Regions from separate parts of the Zea mays genome. Here regions 1, 3 and 4 are each linked to region 2. Evidence: chromatin contacts called from public Hi-C data. All regions are on one chromosome and are shown on one strand. Each heading gives the region's core, a stretch centred on a gene start, on an enhancer-like site or on the middle of the called end of the contact. The rest is flanking DNA. Distances are from core to core; before and after follow the strand shown.

What was found. A called contact is a pair of places that touch in the nucleus more often than the background predicts.
Region 1: a contact with region 2 is called in a Hi-C map of endosperm, with 2.7 times the contacts expected there. The contact joins the promoter of LOC100284505 here to the promoter of LOC103633227 in region 2. A contact is called at or near these places in 6 of 25 Hi-C or Micro-C datasets (ear, endosperm, leaf and 2 more) and 1 of 3 datasets of contacts at active chromatin or transcription factors (seedling).
Region 3: a Hi-C map of ear shows a contact between it and region 2, with 4 times the contacts expected there. The contact joins the promoter of LOC100274659 here to the promoter of LOC103633227 in region 2. A contact is called at or near these places in 17 of 25 Hi-C or Micro-C datasets (bundle sheath, ear, endosperm and 6 more) and 2 of 3 datasets of contacts at active chromatin or transcription factors (leaf and seedling).
Region 4: a contact with region 2 is called in a Hi-C map of ear, with 2.4 times the contacts expected there. The contact joins the promoter of LOC100273379 here to the promoter of LOC103633227 in region 2. A contact is called at or near these places in 6 of 25 Hi-C or Micro-C datasets (bundle sheath, ear, endosperm and 1 more).

The regions. Positions count from the first base shown.
Region 1 is chr7:161,834,957-161,840,088 of Zm-B73-REFERENCE-NAM-5.0, reverse strand. LOC100284505 (ATP synthase chloroplast subunit2) reads left to right here and starts at 2,246. Exons shown (of 1, transcript NM_001157400.2): 1 at 2,246-3,568. The coding sequence starts at 2,289. The coding sequence ends at 3,368. It overlaps LOC103633224 (Polynucleotidyl transferase ribonuclease H fold protein with HRDC domain), which reads left to right. Exons shown (of 12, transcript NM_001351852.1): 10 at 1-342; 11 at 523-1,175; 12 at 1,409-1,703. The coding sequence ends at 1,487. It also overlaps LOC109461486.
Region 2 is chr7:161,977,472-161,982,928 of Zm-B73-REFERENCE-NAM-5.0, reverse strand. It overlaps LOC103633227 (tRNA wybutosine-synthesizing protein 2/3/4), which reads left to right and starts at 2,636. Exons shown (of 11, transcript NM_001374196.1): 1 at 2,636-5,033; 2 at 5,444-5,457. The coding sequence starts at 4,592. It also overlaps the pseudogene LOC103634316.
Region 3 is chr7:162,180,916-162,186,609 of Zm-B73-REFERENCE-NAM-5.0, reverse strand. LOC100274659 reads right to left here and starts at 1,502. Exons shown (of 1, transcript NM_001148984.1): 1 at 798-1,502. The coding sequence starts at 1,369. The coding sequence ends at 1,013.
Region 4 is chr7:162,104,991-162,110,590 of Zm-B73-REFERENCE-NAM-5.0, reverse strand. LOC100273379 (reactive Intermediate Deaminase A, chloroplastic) reads right to left here and starts at 1,313. Exons shown (of 6, transcript XM_008654926.3): 1 at 991-1,313. The coding sequence starts at 1,150.

The sequences.
Region 1 (5,132 bases), core at 997-3,496, 140 kb after region 2:
ATTAGATACAGAATAATACCGTCATGCTACAGGATGCATTTTCCAGAACATTTAAAGAGCCATCGTTCACATGATATTGTACTTCTTTGTGTAGACTGTCATGAAATAGCTCATTCAGCAGCTGAGAAATACAAGAGGCGAATAGCAGAAGAATTTGGAATACCCCTTTTTGTGCAAAAGATAATGAACTCGGGTGATATAAGTTTGATTACCAACACATCAGTATCTGAAGATAAATTGAATGGAACAGGTGTCTCCCCATTGCAGCTGAGGACTGCTGCCATGGCTCTTCTACGTCATGGATCCACTATGCCATTGAAGAGATGTGAAGAGCTAATGCAGGTGATGACATCCTTTTTGTATTTCTGGCTCAATATGGATTACTTAACAGTTTCTGGAGCTGACATAGTGACATCGACGTATTAACATGTTTGATCCTATCCGTCCATATGCTTCCCTTGTTAAATATGTACTTGCTCTTAGCTATAGGTTGCTGTTATGAACCAGTTCAATTCTTTGCAGATTGTGAAGTCATACTATGGTGGTAGAGATGTGACTCCTGAAGATCTCGAGATGGCATTACTTGTTGGTATGAGCCCTCATGAGCGAAGGCGTCTTGAAAAGAAAAAGGGATATTCGTTTAGAGCTCAGGCTCAAACTATTATTAGAAAGAGCAGCAGCAATACCATCTCAGAAGACAGTGGACATGGATCAGAAAATTGTCATGCCTTATCTGCGCGATTTCCTGAGGTTGGAACTGGTAGTAATGGTCAGCAAGAGTTTGATGAGACAGGGAATCAAAACCAGCTAGAGAATTTAACCCTGAGCCAGGGAAGCTCAAGTTTGCCAGTCAGCATGGAGGACACCACTTCTGATCATGACACTGTGACACTCGAGACCGATACCGAGCAGCAAGCAAGAGGTGCCTGTACTCCTGGAAACAGTCATGACGACAAGGAACAATCCATATGTGACAATTCTAGTCAGGTCATTTCCAAGAATGCTGAGAAGATATCCCTGTTGGGTCATGGGCATCATGGTAAACAAGTTGTGGAACTTTTGTTTTCTAATGGTGGAGAGGAATTTGTTAACCAGTTTTGCCAAAGGTGGAGGCAGATCTTTGTTGAAGCTGTTCACCCCCGTTATTTACCTTCTGGCTGGAATATTAACCACAGGTTGTTTGCCTTTCATATATATCTTCTCTTGTGCGCTATGCATGCTGATTAGTTGCATAATTGCCTGAACTTCCTGGTGCTTAGAATTGGCCAAGCTGTAGCGAATATCGAAGTTATAGCCATGTACCAGTGACCTTAAAAGATCTTTCTATTTGTCGTAATGTCTTTTTGTCCAGATTTCCTTTCATCACCAGATATTTACTGTTATCTGTATGACCTCTTGTGTGGTTCAGTGGACGGCGGGATTTTGGTGACTTCAGTGTCTACAAGCCACCAAGGAAAGATCCTCAATCTGCAACTGCAAGGGATTAGGCTTACGCGGGTGTCATGCTGTCGTTGGTACCCTGAGGTTCAACTTACTTTCCAGAATTGGTTCCATTCCCTTAAACTTGATCTTGTTGTACTTGTTCCATTCCCTTAAACCTGATATTGTTGTACTTGTATGTATCTCAATCTGTGTGTTTGTTCGAGTACCTTGAAATACCAATTTCATCTCCTATGTATTTCTTTGAGATGAACTTTGCATCAGTTTTGTTGAGCCGTTTTTTTATACGTGAGGATTTAGAGTACTAACAATTTAAGTCCAAGAAAAATCAACAGTGAAGTTCAACTCAGCAGATTAAATCTTCAAAGTGCCGTTTTTAACTGGGAGTTGAGCTCAAATTGGTTTCTTCGGGACAGGCTTGAAACTTGTTGCGTTTGGAACACAGAAACTATTCAGGATTTCACTGGAAACGATTTGATTCCTGTAGAGATGGGCCAAAGCTCCTCCAAATTGTGATCGTAGGGAGTATCTGCTATTTTACCGTGGGATATCCTGGGCAGGATCCCAGTTTCCCCAGAGCATTATTTTGTTTTCCATTCCTGACAAGCAAAAATGGACTGCGGAGAGCGTCATATTGCAAAGCGGTGCAGCCAGCTCGGCAGATCCACATGATCCTCCCCATCTCGCCATCACTGCCCCTCCACCACTCAGCTCGGCTTGAATACCCCACCGTGCACACCTCTCCACCCAAACCCAATCCATCCAAACCCATTTCCCTCGCTCCCATCCCGTCCCGCCCCTTGTCTCTTCCGCTTCCCCCCGACCCCGCGCGCCGCGGACCAGCAGCCATGTCGTGCTCCCACCTCTCCACCGCCTGGTCCTCCTCGGCGCTCGCCAGCAGCGCCTCCACCACCCGACGGCGCTCCCCCCCGCGCTCGGGTCTCCTGGTGCGGTGTTCCCTCCGTGAGCTCCGCACCCGCATCGACTCCGTCAGGAACACGCAGAAGATCACGGAGGCCATGAAGCTGGTGGCCGCCGCCAAGGTCCGGCGCGCGCAGGAGGCCGTCGTCTCCTCTCGCCCTTTCTCGGAGGCGCTGGTGGAGGTGCTCTACAACATGAACCAGGAGATCCAGACGGAGGACATCGACCTGCCCCTCACCCGCACCCGCCCCGTCAAGAAGGTGGCCCTCGTGGTCCTGACCGGCGAGCGCGGCCTCTGCGGGAGCTTCAACAACAACGTGCTCAAGAAGGCGGAAACCCGCATCGATGAGCTCAAGCAGCTGGGCCTCCAGTACACCGTCGTCAGCGTGGGGAAGAAGGGCAACGCCTACTTCCAGCGCCGCCCCTACATCCCGTTGGAGCGCGATCTAGAGGTGAGCAGCGTGCCCACCGTCAAGGACTCGCAGGCCATCTGCGACCTCGTCTACTCGCTCTTCGTCTCCGAGGAGGTGGACAAGGTGGAGCTGCTCTACTCCAAGTTCGTGTCGCTGGTGCGCTCCGACCCCATCATCCAGACGCTGCTCCCCATGTCGCCCAAGGGCGAGATCTGCGACGTCAACGGCGTCTGCGTGGACGCCACCGAGGACGAGCTCTTCCGCCTCACCACCAAGGAGGGGAAGCTCACCGTGGAGCGCGAGAAGGTGAAGATCGAGACGCAGCCCTTCTCCCCCGTGGTGCAGTTCGAGCAGGACCCCGTGCAGATCCTGGACGCGCTGCTCCCGCTCTACCTCAACAGCCAGATCCTCCGTGCCCTGCAGGAGTCGCTCGCCAGCGAGCTCGCCGCCCGGATGAGCGCCATGAGCAGCGCCACCGACAACGCCATCGAGCTCCGCAAGAACCTCTCCATCGCCTACAACCGACAGCGCCAGGCCAAGATCACCGGGGAGATCCTCGAGATCGTCGCCGGTGCCGACGCCCTCGCTGGCTGAGCCTGAGTCCCCTTGGTGGTGCGGTGCTCCTGCTATATATAATTCTTTTTCCTCATTTTCTCCACTCTGCCTGTAATTCCTGATAATAGCACAAACGCAACGGAGTTCTGTGTTCCTTGCGACACACAAGAATTTCAATCCAGAGATGCCAAAATGTATAATCTTGCCGCAACTGAGACGTCGAAGCTCAGTGTATTTTTATGCCCAAGTCTTCCAAATGTTTGGCACGAATCAGCTACGGCTCGGCATCCTGCGGCATGCACCAAACACCCTACCTAGTACATGAGTAAAGGTGCAATAGCAACTAAGACGAGGCTGTTTTGAACACATAAATCTCAAAGCAATTTGACAGGATTGCTTTTTCATGCAAAATTTATCAAACTTCTGTGTTCTTTTTTTTTATAAAAAAACATTGTTAAGAGAAGAAACATATAATGCTGCAGTTGAATCACGTCACTTCCTCAGAATCATCAGGCCGGTAGGGGATGAAGGTAAACTATATATGACACCATGATAACAACGCCGGCTCATATCTTGGTCTCATCAGTTATCACAATCCTGTCCTGTGGATGGATGGAGCATATTGGAATCAAGCTTGCTATGGCGACGTAATACAGTGACAAGCGTGGTAACACTGTAACTCTTCACTATTATAAAGTAGATGTGTTTAATGTAACGGTTGATCAACAACTAATTGAGTTAGATGATCGTTTTAGCTTTGCGATAGAGCTTTTATCGCTCTCTGTTTCTTTGAATCCAAGAACAGACACTTTTGATATATCAAAGTTACACCACTGATTTTTCAATCAAGAAAGTTCCAATTAAAACGCCAACTTCCACATTATCAGCTTGGTGTATACATCACCTAGAGCTAAATACATTACCATCACTCGCTGATGAAAGGACTCATTAAATTGGGTAAAAGTTCTACGGATTAATAGATTATTAAGATTAATGGTAGTCCCTCTTGCCTAACCTGCAACCACTAAGATAGTGTTTTCAACTACAAAAATTGTCAAAACACGTTGTTGCAGGGGCGAATCCTCCGGCCGGGTGGTAGATTGCATCCGCCCTGGTACTCTGATGAGGAGTAGGTTTAGTTGATTGTCTGGCCTTCTAGATGGACACAAGAACACAAGGGTTTAGAGCGTTTCAGGCCACCGGAGCATAGTATCTCACATTCACTATGAGTTATATTGCTTTAGAGTTAGGGAGTCGAAGGTCCGAGTGTTAGATTGACCTCTCCCTGCTACAGAGCAAGTGCTCTCCCTTTTATAGTCCAAGGAAGGCACATACAAGGGAGTTTTGGCTCTGACCGATGGGCCTAAGAGAGTACAATATGGAACGAGAAACAATTGGGTAGAGCTGACAACGCTAGATCTTCATGAGTCTGTATCCCTTCTTGGACGTTGCACGATCTTCTGTCGTCCTTATCCTGTCACCTTGCCCCGTCTAATCGGAACTCAGGTCTTGATGTAGGTTGCGGTGTAGCCTGATACGCTCTCGTGCGTAGGGTGTAACGATCATGTCATCTCGTCTTCTCCATCCGTCTCTTCATGCCCCTGCCTGGATAAGGGATAGGCCCGAGAATAAGCGACGACATGGTATTCCCAAGCATTCCCTGATCATGGGCCCGGATCGCACTCGAGGGGGTCCGGGCTTCGGCCACCCACGCCTGGATACGTGGCGATACCGGACCTCACGTGGCCTGAGGTTCGGGTGTTATTTCCCATTCTTGGAACCATTCTGAAGCCTTGGTGCTGT
Region 2 (5,457 bases), core at 1,387-3,886:
GACGCGAAGGCGCGGGGCTAGGAGCGGGCGGGAGCGACCGCGGCTAGGGTTTTGCGTTGCGTGCGATTGAGGAGATGCGTGCACTCGGTGGCGGAGACGGCATGGGGTAGTGGCAGTTGGGATCAATCGAGGGAAGGACCCAAGGAGGAGACTTCGGGCGAAGATCGTGGGAATCTGGATGTTCGGGACACAATATTATGGTGGAGATGAGTAGTAAAACCACGGAAATGGTAAAGGGAGAAAGATTGTTTTTTCTCACTCAGAAGTATAGGTGGTGGAGTGGTTTGAAGGGTTGAGTTATGTTGCTAATTCAACATGTCTCGGGTTCGATCCCTCAGTCTGCCTCCTTTTTTTACTGCACGTTTGGATGACAGAACAGCGTCAGAGGCAGAACGACAGGCTACCCTTACAGCCTTAATAAGTAGTATAGATTATGGTGTAAGATAGAAAATTATAGCATCCCAGCATAAGCTATCCTCGTTATTCTAGATGAAAAACGAGACGCACATCTTGAAGAATATGTTTAAGTCACGAGGGATAAAAACTTTGACAAATATCGTCATCAGGGGGGCGAATGGTTAATATTGATCACAATTGTAAGAAACTGAATGTCGTATTGTATGTCTTGAAGGCATTAGCTCGATGATCAATATGTTGGTACTTACAGAAGTTTCAATCAAATAAATCGATACGTGCATATACTTCCAGAAGCGTGTCGAGGTGAAGTTTCTAAAATAATCCTTGCAGCAATATGCAATTTGTTTGCTAAATCTCTACATGCATATACTTATAGAATAAGGTGGGTTATCGTATTAAAACATTTTTGCAAGGATGAGAGGAGCACATTTCTAAAGTTAGCTCTTGTAGAAGATTAAGTGTATTCAAGATCTAGGAGATCGAAATATGTCCTGATGATAATCGTTGTACTTCTTTTCCATTTGTGAGTTTTCCTGAAGTTTATTGCATAAGTTTTTAACGAGGCAACAAAGTGTAAATACAATTTGCGTCGCCATGCACTCTTTCTCCATGTTTTTTCCATCGAGTTTTTGGTAGTTTTTAATGGGTCATGTGTTGGTCGCGGTATTCACTCATGGGTGAGTGTTAAGTAATTATAGTTAGGGTTATGTTGGCAAATATGTTTTTGCCCACAAGGGGTCTGACTTCATCTATATAAGGAACTTGTATATATCCTCATAATGAGTGAAGAGAAAGAGTCCAAAGGCCTAACCATACATCACGTGTCTTGTGTGTTCCCTGTCGTGTTTATGGGAAGGGGACGAAACTTCAACATCTTCTCGCGCCTAAACAACTGACATGAGGGAAGGGAGCGGATCTGGTGATCTATAGTAACGTAGTTCTTAACACTGGTATCTTTGCCAAATTTCGACGGCCTAGATGCTTTGGAAACTGGAAGGGTGGAAATGGGTAGAATTCAAACGCATCCTTGCATGGGCTCATATGGAAGGCACAATCTCCAGCAGGTCTGGGCATAAAAATTGAAAATGAACACCGAAACCGATCAAATCACTATAGTAATCTTCGTTTACCATTCTTCATGAACCAATTAATCATGATGGACATCGACTAATATGCAAGCAAATCTTGCGTACAAGCGTGCAATCACTTATTATAGTCACTGGGATCTCCATCCAACGGTGGATCAATAATTTTTAATTTGATCCTCCCATCAACATGTTCCACCAGTGTGTAACATTTTATTAATAACCCTCTATTCGATTCACTAGTGAATGGGCATATACGGGACTAGAAAACATGATTGCACGCTTACACACCGGGTCTGCTTACATATTAGTCGATGCCATCACGGTGATAGCTCACATACATCTTTCTTCCTTTATCATATAGGGCATGGCATTCGAAGTGCCAAGCACAACATCACCTTTCCTTTGAGCCACTGCAATTGATCTATTGGCAACATGCCCAACAAACTTTAGCTGGTGTAGCTGCCGTGTAGGTCCTATTGTGTAGGAGTAGTTCACCGTATTTTTAAAAGTTTAGTTTTTTTTCTTAAAATCGGATCTATGTGCCGTTTGGTTCACATATTGATAACATAATGAGTAACTGATAATATTAAATTATGTTTGTTTAGGTCTAACTATAATCCATACCACACTAAAAATAGATACCGGCTTGCTTATTTAAACTTGTTAACGCTAGTATTCGATTATGAATCATTATCATTTACGTTACATACATTTCACGAATCAAACGGTAACTATGTGGCTAACTAAATATTATTCAAAAACTAAATTTTACAAAACCGAAAATCGATCCGAACTTCGATTAGCCCAATGCCCAATCCTAGATCTCCGTAGCACGCCGAGAAATTTGCCATTATGAAAGTCCACCGGTGCGGCTTCGACGAATTAGAGGCTTAGGCGAGGGTTTCTCCATTATAGAAAAGCTGGGCATAGCCAACACTCTAAAATGAACATGACGACTCCATTACACGGTTCGAACCACGATTACTGTCGTTGATACCGGCGCCGTCCCAAGCGCCGTGAGTTCTCCATCGCCATCGAGTTTTCCCTTCTCTCCTCCTCGCAGATATCTCCCTTCTCTCTCGCTCTCTCGCACCAGAGCCGCACCCTCGCACCAGAGAGCAGGTAGACCATGTCCTTGTACTTCCCCGTCGCATGACGTGGTCGTCGAGCAGCGACGCGGCGGAGGCGGAGGGCGGGGAGGAGAAATTTGCCATTACGCATGGCGCCGTCGTTGTAGGTGCGGAGCAGCCCCGACAGGGAGGAGAAATTTGCCATTACGGCGTGGGCGGGCTCGCCTAACCACGACATCGCCTTCGACTCCTCCTGGGGGCTCCTCGACGACCTAGATATACTCGTCAAGCGCCTCCGCTCAAAGCAGGTGCGGAAGGGCTCCATCGACGGGAGCGGCGGCGCCGGCAACAGCAACTTCGACTCCTTCTCCGAGGCCGGGTGGTCCAGGGAGATCTCCGGCGCGGCGGATTCGGCATCCACCAGCGCCCCGTGGGACGAGACGAGCCGTGACTACCTCACCTTCGTCAAGGAGTACCGAGAAGCCGCCATATTGTGCCCATCTCATGCCAGGGCACTCAAGCTCCTGGGGAGCGCTCTCTTTGGCGTTGGGGAGTACCGAGCTGCTGAGAAGGCACTGGAGGAGGCCATCTTCCTGAAGGAAGACTATGCTGATGCGCACTGTGACCTTGGGTCGGCCCTGCATGCAGTAGGGGAGGATGATCGTGCTATCCAGGAGTTTCAGACAGCAATTGATCTCAAACCTGGCCATGTTGATGCCTTATACAATCTTGGTGGATTGAACATGGATGCTGGCCGCTTCGTACGGGCTGCAGAGATGTATACTCGTGTGCTGAGCATCCGACCAAACCATTGGCGTGCACAGCTAAACAAGGCGGTGGCTTTGCTTGGGCAGGGTGAATCTGAGGAGGCTAAGAAGGCACTCAAGGAGGCGTTTAAGATGACACAGAGGGTGAAAGTGTATGATGCTATCTCACATTTGAAGACATTGCAAAAGAAAAAGCCAAAGCCTTCCAAAGGAAAAAATGATGGTCAAGGGGAGCAGACTTATGTTAATGTGGAGGCATCCAAGTTCAAGAGGGTTGGCAGGAAGACTACCTTGCGGCAGGATTTGGCCAATGCTCTAGATATAAGGGCCTTCGAGAGGATGACGAAGCTAGGCCACTGCGATGTGGAGCTTCTTAGAAAAGAGATGAATGAGACTGATGTCCCCGTATCTTACTCAGACACTGGCATCCCTGAGAAGTCAATACGCAAAGCAGCTCTTGAGGTTATTCTCCGCAGGCTCCTCTCTTTTCTCAAGCCAAACACCTTTCAGGTGCCATCAAGGCAATCAACGAAAGAATTCTCTCTGTCCTTGATGCTCCTGGTTCTGGTCGTGTTGATCTGGGTATGTTCTTCGCCATCATTGCTCCAATCTGTTCAGGCCCTGTGGATAGGCGCAAGCGTATCGTCTTTGATGCACTTCTTTGGCGTCATACACGGAATTATTAGAGATGTTCAATGACCCGGATTGGGGATTTGGGATCCTGAGCACTCTGGTGAAGCTCGAAGAGGGTGACCACATACGCCATGGTAGCCACACATCCCAGTCCCCCGAGCTCGTAGTAGTCGCTGCCACCGTGACGGGCTCCGCTGCGGGCGCCGAGGACGCATGGCGATGACGGTCGTCCTTGGCAGACGCGGAAGCGGAAGTCGCGGAGGAAGAGGAGTCCCCGTCGCCGCCGCCGAGGAGACCACAGAGGATGGCGAAGAGCACGAGGCAGAGGAGACCACAACGGAAATATGACGGCGTGAGTTTGAGATCGTCGTTAACGGAAATATGACGGCGTGAGTTTGAGATCGTCGTTACTTGTTAATAGAGTTGTCATGTTCATTTTAGAGTGTTGGCTATACCCAGCTTTTCTATAACGGAGAAACCCTCCGAGCCTCTATTTCGTCGTCGTGTTTCATAATGTCAAGTCTCTCTAGCACGCCTGTACCTAAACCTCGCAAAAGCCTAACCCAAACCCTAGCACCTCTCGAAATCTCCCCGCGAAAGACAGCCTTCTGGTCACATGGATTTCGGTCGCCGGAAGGCGGCGGCGCTGGCTGCGCTCTCCTCGCCGACGCCGGACAGGTCCCCGAAGGGCGGTGTCGACGCCCCGATCGCTCCGCTCCTCGATGCCCTCAACTCCCACCCGGACCTCTTCACTACCTCCTCCTGCTCCGGCCGCGTCTCCGTCCTCGCGCAGCCTCCGCCGCCGCATGAGGGCTGGGGCGAGGGCGCCCCCAAGCCGAAGAAGAAGGCGCGGGGCGGCGGGTGGGTATACGTATCGCACGACCCTGCCGATCCGGACGCTGTGGTGGAGCAGCTGTTCGGCGGGAGCGGGTCGGGAGTGGCGGGGGACGAGCTGGTGTTCAGGTTCGAGCCGATGATCGTGGCGGTGGAGTGCAGAGACGTTGCCGCAGCTGCGGCGCTCGTCGCAGCCGCGATCGGTGCGGGGTTCCGGGAATCAGGTGAGCTGTGTGATTGTGTGTAGCGTGCCTCCTTCAACCCTGTGTTCAAAGTTTTGTTGAGATGTTGGATAAGGCTTCGATTTCCATGAACAACTCAGCAGTGTATCCTTACCATCAGTGTTATTGTACAATTTCGATACATAGAAATGCAGAACTATTTGTGATTCTTTCTGTCATTGATCACAGGGTTCAATTCTAGCCAGTTTTGCATATGTTAGTTTTAAATAAGTATGATATTCTGTCCGCTTTTGGCTTTTATGATAAAGTGACTAAGTGAAAGTTTGCATATGTGAGTTATGTATTCACTGGATTGCAATGTGTATTGCTGAGTTTTATTATGATGTTTCTTGTCCTTATTTATTGGAATATCATACTAAGTTTGTTTAAAAATCGTTTAATCTGGTTTTCAGGTATCACAAGCTTG
Region 3 (5,694 bases), core at 253-2,752, 200 kb before region 2:
TTATCTACAAAGAAAACCAATATACATGGACAATTGAACGAACGTGCTGGTGAGAACTCGGCGTTGGAGAAGCCAAAAAATAAAAAAAATAGAGAAAAAACAAACGGACGACATGTTCAGAAATCAAGCGCCAGAAATGGTCAGAATTCACGATGGAGTAAAAAAAGGTTTTTCTGGTGTGCTCATTTTTACCCTTAGTTGTGTTTTTTTTTTTTTGCTCAGTTTTGCCTTTTTCAGTGCTATAGAACAGAAGGGTAAAACTGAGCAAAAAACACAACTAAGGGTAAAAATGAGGACAACAGCAAAACCGAGGGCACCACCATAAAAACACCAAAAAAAAAAAGAATGAGAGCAGCTGAGGAATGGATGTTCACCATCTCAATCACTCTGACCTCGAGCGCCTCCAATGTCTACATAATGGTATGTCCAATGTCTACATAATGGTATGAACAGAGGAGGCACAAGGCATCAGAACAGACAACAGGGATTCTATTGTACTGCATGTCAATATTCCTGCTTCATCTTCATCCATGATCTGATGATCATAAGTGGATTAAGAGCAGTAGAGCACTACTAAACGAAACAGCACAGTACAGATTTAGCGACACGATTCAGAAACCCTCCACTTCAAAAGCAGTTCAACCAAGCTGAAATGAGCTAAAATTACTAACAAAGTACAAGCTCCGATGGTAATCTGTACTCCATAGTTCCACAATCCAATGTCCAAAGCAAAAACAGGTAAGCAGAGATGTATCTACTCAACAAAAAAAAAGATAAATAACTCTTCATAGCTTATATGTCTATCAATATACTTTATTAAGATAGATTGGTCTCCTGATCCAAGACCTAACAAATGTACACCCTATCTGGTATCTAATGCTATGCTACTAGTATGAATATGGCAACAAATGGCTAAGCCACGCATGCATGGATTGACGGAGGTGCTAAATAACTAAAACAGCAAGTAATATCAAGTAACATGATCTGATCGTCAATCAGACCATGGTCCGTCTCACTCGGGTATGGTCTGCAGCGACGGCCGCCACTGCCCCTCCTCCCTGTGCCGGAAGTTGGAGCTAGTGCTGGCCACGCACAGGAGCTCCGAGATGACGTCCTGGACGGGCACTCCGCAGCCACCGCCGTGCTTGCCGTCCTCTACGCGCCGCAGCAGCTCCTCCAGCTGCTTCCTAGTGATCCTGATCTTCACCTCCGTGGCCGCCGCCGGCGCGTGGCCGGCGCCCTCGCCCTCGCCCTTGCACGCCTCCTCCCTCCTGTCCTCCACCCACACGGGGTTCGTCCTGGCGTAATGCACGGAGCCCGCACTGCCGCTGCCACCGCGACGAGGCCTCTCGAGACAGCAGTTTCCCATCGATCGGGTTCCCCCTGGTGGGCACGGCACGGGAACTGGATACGGATCGGCTGCTGCTGGAGGCGAAGGACGAGCGAGTTTCGTCCGTGTGCAGTGTGGCCGAAATGATTGGTGCGTGGAAGAAACCGCAGATCGTTTACGAGGGCGGCCGTGGTGGAGTAGTTATAGGCGCGGCGGGCAGAGACGGGAGGGGAGGGGCCGAAGGAACGAGGAGGAGGAGGACGGGACAGGGGGAGCCGGGAGCAGATGCGCGTCCGGGACACGTGGATGGCCGTGATCGGGGTCGCGGATGACGGGCCCGTGGGCGGGCCGACCACGTCGCCGCGCTGGCTCGTCGTTGGGTGTGGGATGGGCTCGATCGGGCTCTGGCGGTGCCGCAAAGTGTGAAACGGGGGGAAAGGGGGATCGTGTTTAAAAGCAAAGTGGGACCTTGTAAACGTGCCTGCCGTTGGCGACGACAGCGCTTTGTATTTGCAGTAGTTTTTTTTCCCCTGTGAACAAATATTTATTGGACGGTTTGTACTTCTTTACTTTGTACGTTTCTGAGCTGCTGTTATGCACGCCAGTATGCCACGACCACTTGGTTTTCTTAACTGTGCGATGCCCCACGTGGCATTGGCAGCTAGCTTGTACGACTTGCATGCGCTCGAGAAAAAATATCTATATGCTTGTGTAGCTTACTAAAAGAGTAGCGCAGCTTGCTAATCATGCTAGCTAGTGTTGTACAACAGAGAAAAAATATCTACATGCCTTGATGTCTTCAATCTCACTAGCTTCATCATCATCATGAACACGAGACAACAGAGAAGGAACGCTAGTTCAATCAGTTCAAGTCCTTAGCCATATTTCTTCACTCCAGAGTTAATCTGACCTTACGGGCAACAGTTCATCATCGGTATGTTTGTTTGCATACCTATCGTGCCAAGCATTGACACACGTTTTCTACCATACTTGTCTAAGGTTATGGACATGTTTGTTTTCCTACCTAAGGTGCTATAATATGTCTGAGCTAGTTGCTTAATAAAAAATTAACCTTAGATAGAAAAGTTAGACACGTTGTGGTATTTTAGGCAGCAAATCAAACAACCCATAGGTGTTCAAATTCCGCGTCAGACCATGGTGTGACTAAGAGAATTTTGTCACACTTTTTATGAGTCATTGATGACCGGAACCTACGCATCAGTAGAAAAATCATGTTACAACCGCGGCTACAAACCAAAAGCACGCCTAACTCTATCAAACCTGGCTAGCCTTAGGCTTGAAAAATTATGGCAAGCGAGGTAGCGAAACAAACAGGCTAAAATTTCGCCTGCAGCGCCACAGTAGTTTTAGATCTTTTTATTATCTTTGCTGGTCTCTCTACGTACTATAGTCTATAGTATAGTCTGGAAAACTATAAAGTCAATTCGCAGATGCTAATACATTTTAAGTTCAGCGACAATGCGGAGTTTTACCATCCCTTTTGAAATATGATACGCTTTTTCCCTCTCAGAAAATCATACGGTTCGCTGCTGCTGTTGTTTTTCCCAGTTGTTGCAGCTTATCATTAGGCTGACTTGTGTAATCATGAACCATATCCCAACCGGAGAATGATTAGCAGTTAGCGTATGGCATTGGTACCACCTCTCTGAATAATATAATGCAGGTCTACACTAGCACTACTACATCCCTGAAACGGTCCTCTCACCTTGAATGATTTGATTTTGGTCCCAACCATTGCAACTTCTGGAACGAACCATGCATGGCTGGGTATCCATGCTAGCTCCTCCTGCTTCCAATCTAACTCCGGCTTAGTACTAGTAAACAATCTTCTGGTAACCACCGTTTCCTTTTTAATCCCCTGCAGAATAAAAAGAAGACGGTGCAGGTTGTGGCGTTCTTAGAACAATCATGGGGTGGTGCCAACCACTGTAAGCTAGCTAAAATGGTTCGGTTCAGACCTGGGAACTGCATCATCGAGGTAGTACTACTAGTAAGGTGGACGCATGATTGGTTGCAGTATATATATGTATATACCTGTCCGATCAGACACGCATTATACTCCAACAGCTGAGACCTGAGATCCGTCGAGTCATCTAGGTCAACACAATTCCCCGGTTGGTTGGGGGATATATGCCGGGTTGGTCCGGCCACCTGACTGATTGGTTTCTTTGGGACCGCCCGCCAGCCTCTGACCCCCATGCACATCGCCGCCACCGGCCAGGAGTTGGCCGGTCGCCGTCGCCGCCGGCTGGCTGGCTGGCTTGCTTGCTTCCCGTGGAGGCGGAGGCGACCCAACCGCGCTCATTTGACAAGCAGCGCCCTCTGCCTTTTACCAGTGGTTGACATTGTGATGGTACTGGCGATCGCTCCAGTTTGTTTTTCTGCCTGTGAAGTTGTGCTGCTGTTGGGACCTGGGACTCGGGAGGACGATTGATTCTGATTGCAACGCCGACGTGGTAACTGAAACGAAAGCGGGCGGCTATTGCAAGCAAGTTCCGTCGTTCATGTGCAAACTTGAGTGATAATATATTTTTTTTGACAAGTAACTTGAGTGAAACAGTGCCGGGAAATTGTTTCGTGGTGGGATAAAGGCCCTTCATAAACAGAACGCTAGGCTGTTTCTAGTTTGTTGCAGCCAGATGCAATCCTATTCTGTTGCAGCCTCTCGAATCTACAAGCTGTAGATCTATACACACAAAAGTCATAGCTGCTTGAGACTCCATATAACTTCTGTCCACGTGGGGGTCTGCAGCTGATAAATGTGAGGGGTTCTATCGGAATGGATTTGCATTCAGTATATATAGGGACTTTTTTCCGTTTGTATTGGTTGAATCGAATAGAAAAGAAGATTATAACGAAGAAAACCCAAGTGAGACGGGCTACGGGATGAGACGTTGGGCCTGCGTGAGTGAGTAAAGTGTTTCAGGCCGAGGCTTTAGTGAGCAGACAGATGGGCCTGCGCCTTTGTGCAAAGTCTGGATAGCAGACAGATGGGCCTGGCGATAAACTGTTCGTGGGTCGGTTTTACATTCACAGTGAGATGGGCTCGCTAAATCTTGAACGCTTAAGCCCAATGGAGAGCGGCCCACTTTGTCTTTGCTCGATTTTGCGTAATTTTGAAACCAACGATTTGTTCTCGCATTGATTTTTGGGGTGCTCCTGTACAGGAAGCTTTGTCGCATTCGTGCTCCGGCTGTTCCATTGGGTGGTATCGGGCTATCGGCGGTGTGGAGAAAAGTTTTCTGGTTGTTGTTGTTGTTGTTTGTTCCTGTACAAGTGTAGAGCCTTTGCAACCATATGTGTAGGGGTGGATATCGAGCCAGCTCGGCTCGTTATGGCTTGGCTCGTTATAGCTCGTTATTGTAACGAGCCAGCTCGGCTTGGCTCGTTATACTAACGAGCTAAACAGCTGGCTCGGCTCGTTAGGAAGCTCGAGCCAGCTCGTTAGGCTCGCGAGCCACACAACTAAATATAAAGATCTATGTACATAAATATATGTATAACTGAAAAATCATATTCTAAGTGTTTAACACTACAAACATGTAGCCATGCAATAATACAAATATCTAAGCACATGACACATCCACACATGTCCATATCACATATCATAACAACGAGAAAACAAGACTATGAGAGATGAGACAACACCAACGACTAGACAAACTTGTGTTGTGGCTTAGCTCGTTTGGCTCGCGAGCTAGCTCACGAGCTAACCCGAGCTGGCTTATTAGAGAATCGAGCTAGAATGCTAGCTTGGCTCGCTACAAAATTAAAACGAGCCGAGTCGAGCCGAGCTACTAACGAGCCGAGTCGAACGAGTTATCGAGCCACGAGTATTTCGTCCAGCCCTACATATGTGTACCCCATACCATACCAGAGAGTGAGTACGATGTAATGAATTTTGCTGCCATAAAATAATTTACAATCGTGTTTCCTTGTAGAGGTTTATATGGCTTCATGTTCTGCAGTTCATGGCAGTATTGAACAACGGACAATTCATACCGATCGTTACTGTAATAAGCTTAAGCGTTGTTGCGTTGCCATACGTATTTCTAATCTGTAATTTTTATATAATGTTATGATTTCTAATTTTATACCTGACTTATATGCATGCACAGGATGGCCAAATACAGTGGAAAGCCTTTTTTTTTGACTCATCATTTATTAACGTATGAGAGCGTCTCTATGAGCCACGCTCACTCTTCAAATGATAATTTGAAGAGTCGTTTTTAGAGGCACGCACGCACTATGCCCTCCTCTTTAATTGCTTAGTGCATGTTTGTTTCAGATTATATTCTATCTCAATTATATAATCTACGTTAAATAATCTAGATTATTATGCC
Region 4 (5,600 bases), core at 64-2,563, 130 kb before region 2:
GACTTCCCCCTCAAGAGATAACCAAATGCCCCGCAGAGTTTCCATGTGTAAGAGAAAGAACCAGTTTTGTTTAGTTGTTCAACAGCATCAACTCGCAACTCATAAACCATGTTAATCATGTTTTTTGGTTTGTAGTTGTCCTTTATTCCAGTTCATTTCTTTTATGTTTGAAAACACCAGGTCAGGTGAGCAATTGTTGTTCAGCTTAACTACATTTTCACACTGTGCTAACATTGCTTGGGTGAACTCTCTATGCCACTGTGACATTAAATTTCATGATTCTCAGCTACAAATACGGGATTGCGAAAAAAAAATCAGTAGCATAATAGACGCTTAATAGCATTTTAAAGGGGTATAGCACTCTTCTAGCAAACTCACTACTAAATACTAGTAATCATTCAGCACTTGTGAGAGCAGTTTCTTACATAGAACCATGTATATCCAAGATTCCCAACCTATATGAACACCAGAAACTTTTATGTGCACTTTATTACAAATCCCATCGTATTCAGCAATCCCCTTGATATCAGAAAGATAATCATTGCTTTGCTTTCCCCTTGGACATTTAGATCATTATTTATGCTTATATCGGGCATTGCTGGTGTCATACGCACTGAAATACTGAACAAGTGACCATCCAGCCAGATCTGCAATCTCTAGTTTTTTATTGGTTGACGCTGAGTGAGCTTGCACTTCTCATTGCATAATGCAAACTTTGTTGCCTTTTCATGGAGATAAAATGTTAACCAGCAAATTCAGCATTGCACATCTGTAGCTAATTATTGCCATGGATTAGCTGCCCCTACAATCGAATCGCTGAAGCAATCCATCCTCCGTTTTGAAACAAGGATGTCATTACAAACAATAGGTATCCCCCCCCCCCCCCCCCCCCCCCCCCCCCCCCCCCCGACACGACGAGATAAACAGTAAGTGCAAAGAAATGGTAGCAATCCGCGCGTCTGTTTGGCGCCAAAGTAGCGGGAGGCGTACCGGTGGCAGAGGTCGAGAGGGACGCGGCCACGGGGCGTCGGCGCCCACTGGAGAAGGACAGGGACGAGCGAGAAGCGGCGGCTCCAAGCCTGACGGAGATGGGTGCCGCGGGTGGGGAGGCGGCTGCGAACCTGGAGACGGCGGCGGCGCTCCACGCCATGGCTAGAACCCTACCAACTGCGAGCACGGGCGAGGACGTCAGGACTCACGAGGGTGAGGGATTTTGTCGTGTGATGGGTGGGTGCGAATATGCGATCGCCTGTGCCCCACTATAGTGGTAGCGACTACGGACTACTCATGTCCAAATTATAAATGGAGTGTTTGTTTAGAATTATAATATCTTTAGATTATATAATCTAATAAATTTTAAACTAACATTTAAAATACCTAGTGTATGTTTTTAAAACATCTCAACATTAAGAGAAGATAAATAATCATCAAGTGTAATGCCTTGATATTCTATAAAATGCACAAAAGCTAAACTTGTCGTTTGTTGTGTGCTCCTATGTATATGAAGTTTGTCAGAAATCGCTGAAGGAGTAACTATATTGATTTGAATGCTATCCAAGATTAATATCATGTCCACATTTGACTTATTAACATTTGATATGTTCTGCGAGGACGTCTGCGAATATGATCCACCAGCCTTAGTTAAAGCATATGCTGATTATAGATTCGCGTGGTCTGTGATAACTCTCCTATTATGAAATCACCCTATTGGTGATTTGTCTCGCGAAGAAGTTCATCCTAATGATGAAGTTTCTATCAATGCACACAATGTTATTGTGCGAGGAATGTGGAACACTTAATCTTTCGTTTTGAAAAATGGCGAAGGTCGTTATTAAATGTGGGAGGCAAATGTGTCGACACATATATTGCCTTTCTAGATTGCAAACGGATCAAAACAAATTCCTAGACATGAGTGCTCGAAGCTCTCTTATCATATCACTGATAAATGCAATCGAAGTTGAACCAATAATCGCAAAGAGAAAGTCGCGATATTAAAGTTCGAACATTTATGGACACTATCGAAATAATATGTGGTGAATGTGGTGATTCAAGTGGTCATGTGAGAGGCACATCCCAACATATGTGTTGAATAAACATTTTTCTGCTATATGATATAATCCGACAAATGACATGAATTAAAATATACAGTTAAAGGATTATGAAGATCCAACATGAGACATAGGAGGACTCACAATCTTGAGTTATAAAAATCCAACATATAAATCTCGTATTGTAAAATACATTCTTGATGAATGATCACACTATGTGTAGAGAGAATATCTCCTAGCTGTGATGAATGATCACACTATGTGTAGAGAGAATATCTCCTAGCTGTGATTATAGTTCCCTGATGGAATCTTTCCAGCAGAAACAAAGTTTGTGTTGAACACCAAAATTTGATAACCCTATAAAGGGATAAACACCCATACAAACATGAGAAATTATAAGATGAGGTACCACATGACTTGAAGTTCGTCAAATAAGCACATGTGCATTCCACAAGATTTACTAATGTTATATTCCACTAAATGTGGAATTATGGTATCCTCTAAAGTCCTGATAGCATAACCCTAGATGGTTTAGGTGTTACTGGCAAAATATCCCCATTATCGCAGAATAACACACTATAATGATGTATCCTATCGTTGAAGAATCCCTGATGGATGATCTTTGATGAACTTTTGTTACAACGTCATAGAAGTTGCAATGAACGAACGCTCGGAGCGAACAGTCGTATTTGGAATTTGTACTATTGCAATTATATTACTCCCTAAGTCCTCTAAAAGGACAAGTTATTTATTGTGCATAACTATATATACACTAGGTAAGTGCCCGTGCGTTGCAACGGAAACATATAATATCATGATAACTTATGTATAAATGTGTACTATATTGTTATGAGAAAATATTTCGTAACCCGTTTGTGATCCTAGCCATGCATAAATTTTGTTATTTTAATCTAGCTATTTCACCACTACATAGTGCAATGTTGTGCGTTGCAACGGTATACAAATTATTCGATAAGATGTTGGTGCAAAACGGATACATGAAAACAAACAAGATAATCATCGACCTCACTATCTAAACAATTCTTTGGCAACAACTAATCTCCACTACTATAAAGCATCATCTATCAAAACCTACATAGTTGTCTATTGCATCCCTATCTACAATTCCATAATTACATAGTCCATTTGTTTCCTCCCACGTACAACCAACAATAATATAATCAAACTTCCTTTTACAATATCTATGCCAGCACCATTAACCTAGTGGTTTTCTCCGATATCACAAACTACAAAGGAAGGTTGGACCATTAACCCAGTTACTTTCTCCGATACCATAATCTAAAAAGGAAGGTTGGACGACGCAATTGATGTCTTCAGACGAGGGGTAGCATGGAAGCTGAAGCACGAGCAGAAAGTCGTAGCGTGGTCTATGACAAGGAGCGATGATAAAATATATTGATATGCCAAAACACTAATTGTTATTCTAGTTTTTTGTTCGCATCACTAAAAGTAGATGTTTACATACCTTAAAAGATATATATAAAGTTGTACTTGTGCTTTGTCATTGATAAAAAATAATAAATATGTAGCGATATTAATCAACACCTCAAACAAAAACATGTTGATTCCATAATAGGACAGTGTATTATATAATATTTAACAAGAAAATTTAATGTAGTAACCCTAGTTCACTAATAATTATTCAGATTACCAATAATATATCTATCTATGAGTGCGGGTCACATGGTGTTGTGCTAATCGGGAACAACGTAAGTGCTTTACTCTCTCGAGAAACCAACCAACGCAGCCAAATCCTTGCCACCGCCTAATCCACTCATGTTAAAGAACTATTATAAAATCACAAAGCCATTCCTAAGAGAGAGAAAATAGACAAAGAATATTAGTCCTCATGGTCCATAAGCATGCCCATTAGGAGTATGAAAACGTGTGTAAAGACACAAACACATCTATTATTAGAGCAAGCAAGGGTGTATCCTGGAGGCCGTTAGTGAAGCAAGTGCTATTGAAATTATCAATCCCAAGGATAACCTAAATGAATGGGTCACTAAAGTGGGCGATGGTGGTAGTGGAACCACAGCGAGTCAAATAGTGTTTTATCAATTCAATGCTTATTTGGCTACTACAAAAACACAAGAAACACTCCTCCCTACAATAAATTTAAAGCTTGTGATTTTTGTCTGATTGAAATAGTCAATAACTGACCATTTTGGAGATGACCAGTCTCTGTCCCAAACACTCTACATTTTTAAGCATCTGCAATAGTTTGGTTTATGTTTTAAATTTGTCTTAATTGGTTATAATTTTTATATCCTAATGTTGTAAAGCTAAAATGATTATGCTCATACCGATATTAGTTTTGTCGTATAAATGGCATGTGTTATATCCACTATCTGTTTTCTTGGACGAAATTGCATCAACGTCTCACATACTGATTGCTAATCTTTACATGTCTGAATGGAATAGTAGGGTGCTAGTACAGTAGTAGTACAATTTTTTAAAAAAATAAACATAATACAATAGTACTACTTGCTAGAGTAGAACTAAAGGACTATATGGCACAGAAGTGTCTTACAGTTCTTCATCTTTGCTTATGTAGATTTAAGTGACGCAAATTGTAGCTGGTGTTTTGATGAGAAAGTTATGATTCAGTCACTCTACAAGGTGAATATACTTCTCGACTGTAACTCAATTCGCTCTATTTAGTCATGTGGAACTTGTCTAGTCTACCACTTCATTTTTCTGGAACTTATCAATTCAATGCTTATTTGGCTACTACAAAAACACAAGCCAACGCTCTAATATACAACAATTTAAGATATCAAATAATTAAACGAACTATAGAAGTGTACTAAGAAATGCAAACAATGCATAATAAACATAGCATTTGCATTGTGAAATTATTGTTGTTGTGTAGAAATCATAAATAGAATTCGCCTCCAGTTAAACATTTGCAATGTGGAATTATATTGATGATCACCCTATTGTCTCTGTTTCACACTGCTGGTGCAAATTGTTCCTAGAGATCGGAGTTAGGGTACTACCAACTAAAATTTGAGAACAAAGCATAGTAAAAGAGATCAGAAAAGACTTCAATTTAAGTTGTAAGAGCAACATTGGACATGCTTCAGATAAGAACTCAAATCGAGTCACATACAGATACATTGAGATAGATGATACAAAATGATTGTAACATACTAATAATAAGCAATGGTCAAAGTGGACCTAAACAGATTAATTGAACTGGGTTGGGATGAGAATTGTACCTACGACGTCCTAGCGGTGAGGTGTGAGGACTTGTTGTCCTCCTCGCTCTTCTACGTGCGCACTCCTCCTCTGGCTCTAGCCATCTCGCGTCCTGAAAGGGAAATGTGCTCTTGGGCCATTTTTAAGTATTTTGGTGATTTAGTGTCCAACACAAGTGCTTAAGTGATAAACTATGCCAAATGGTGGATAAGGTGGAAATCAATACAAAGGTATGATTCTAGACTTAGTACATTGGTTTTTGTGTACTAACATGTTTGTCTAAGTGCTAGAATCAGAGAAGATACAATTGGAAAAGCTTGGCTCGAA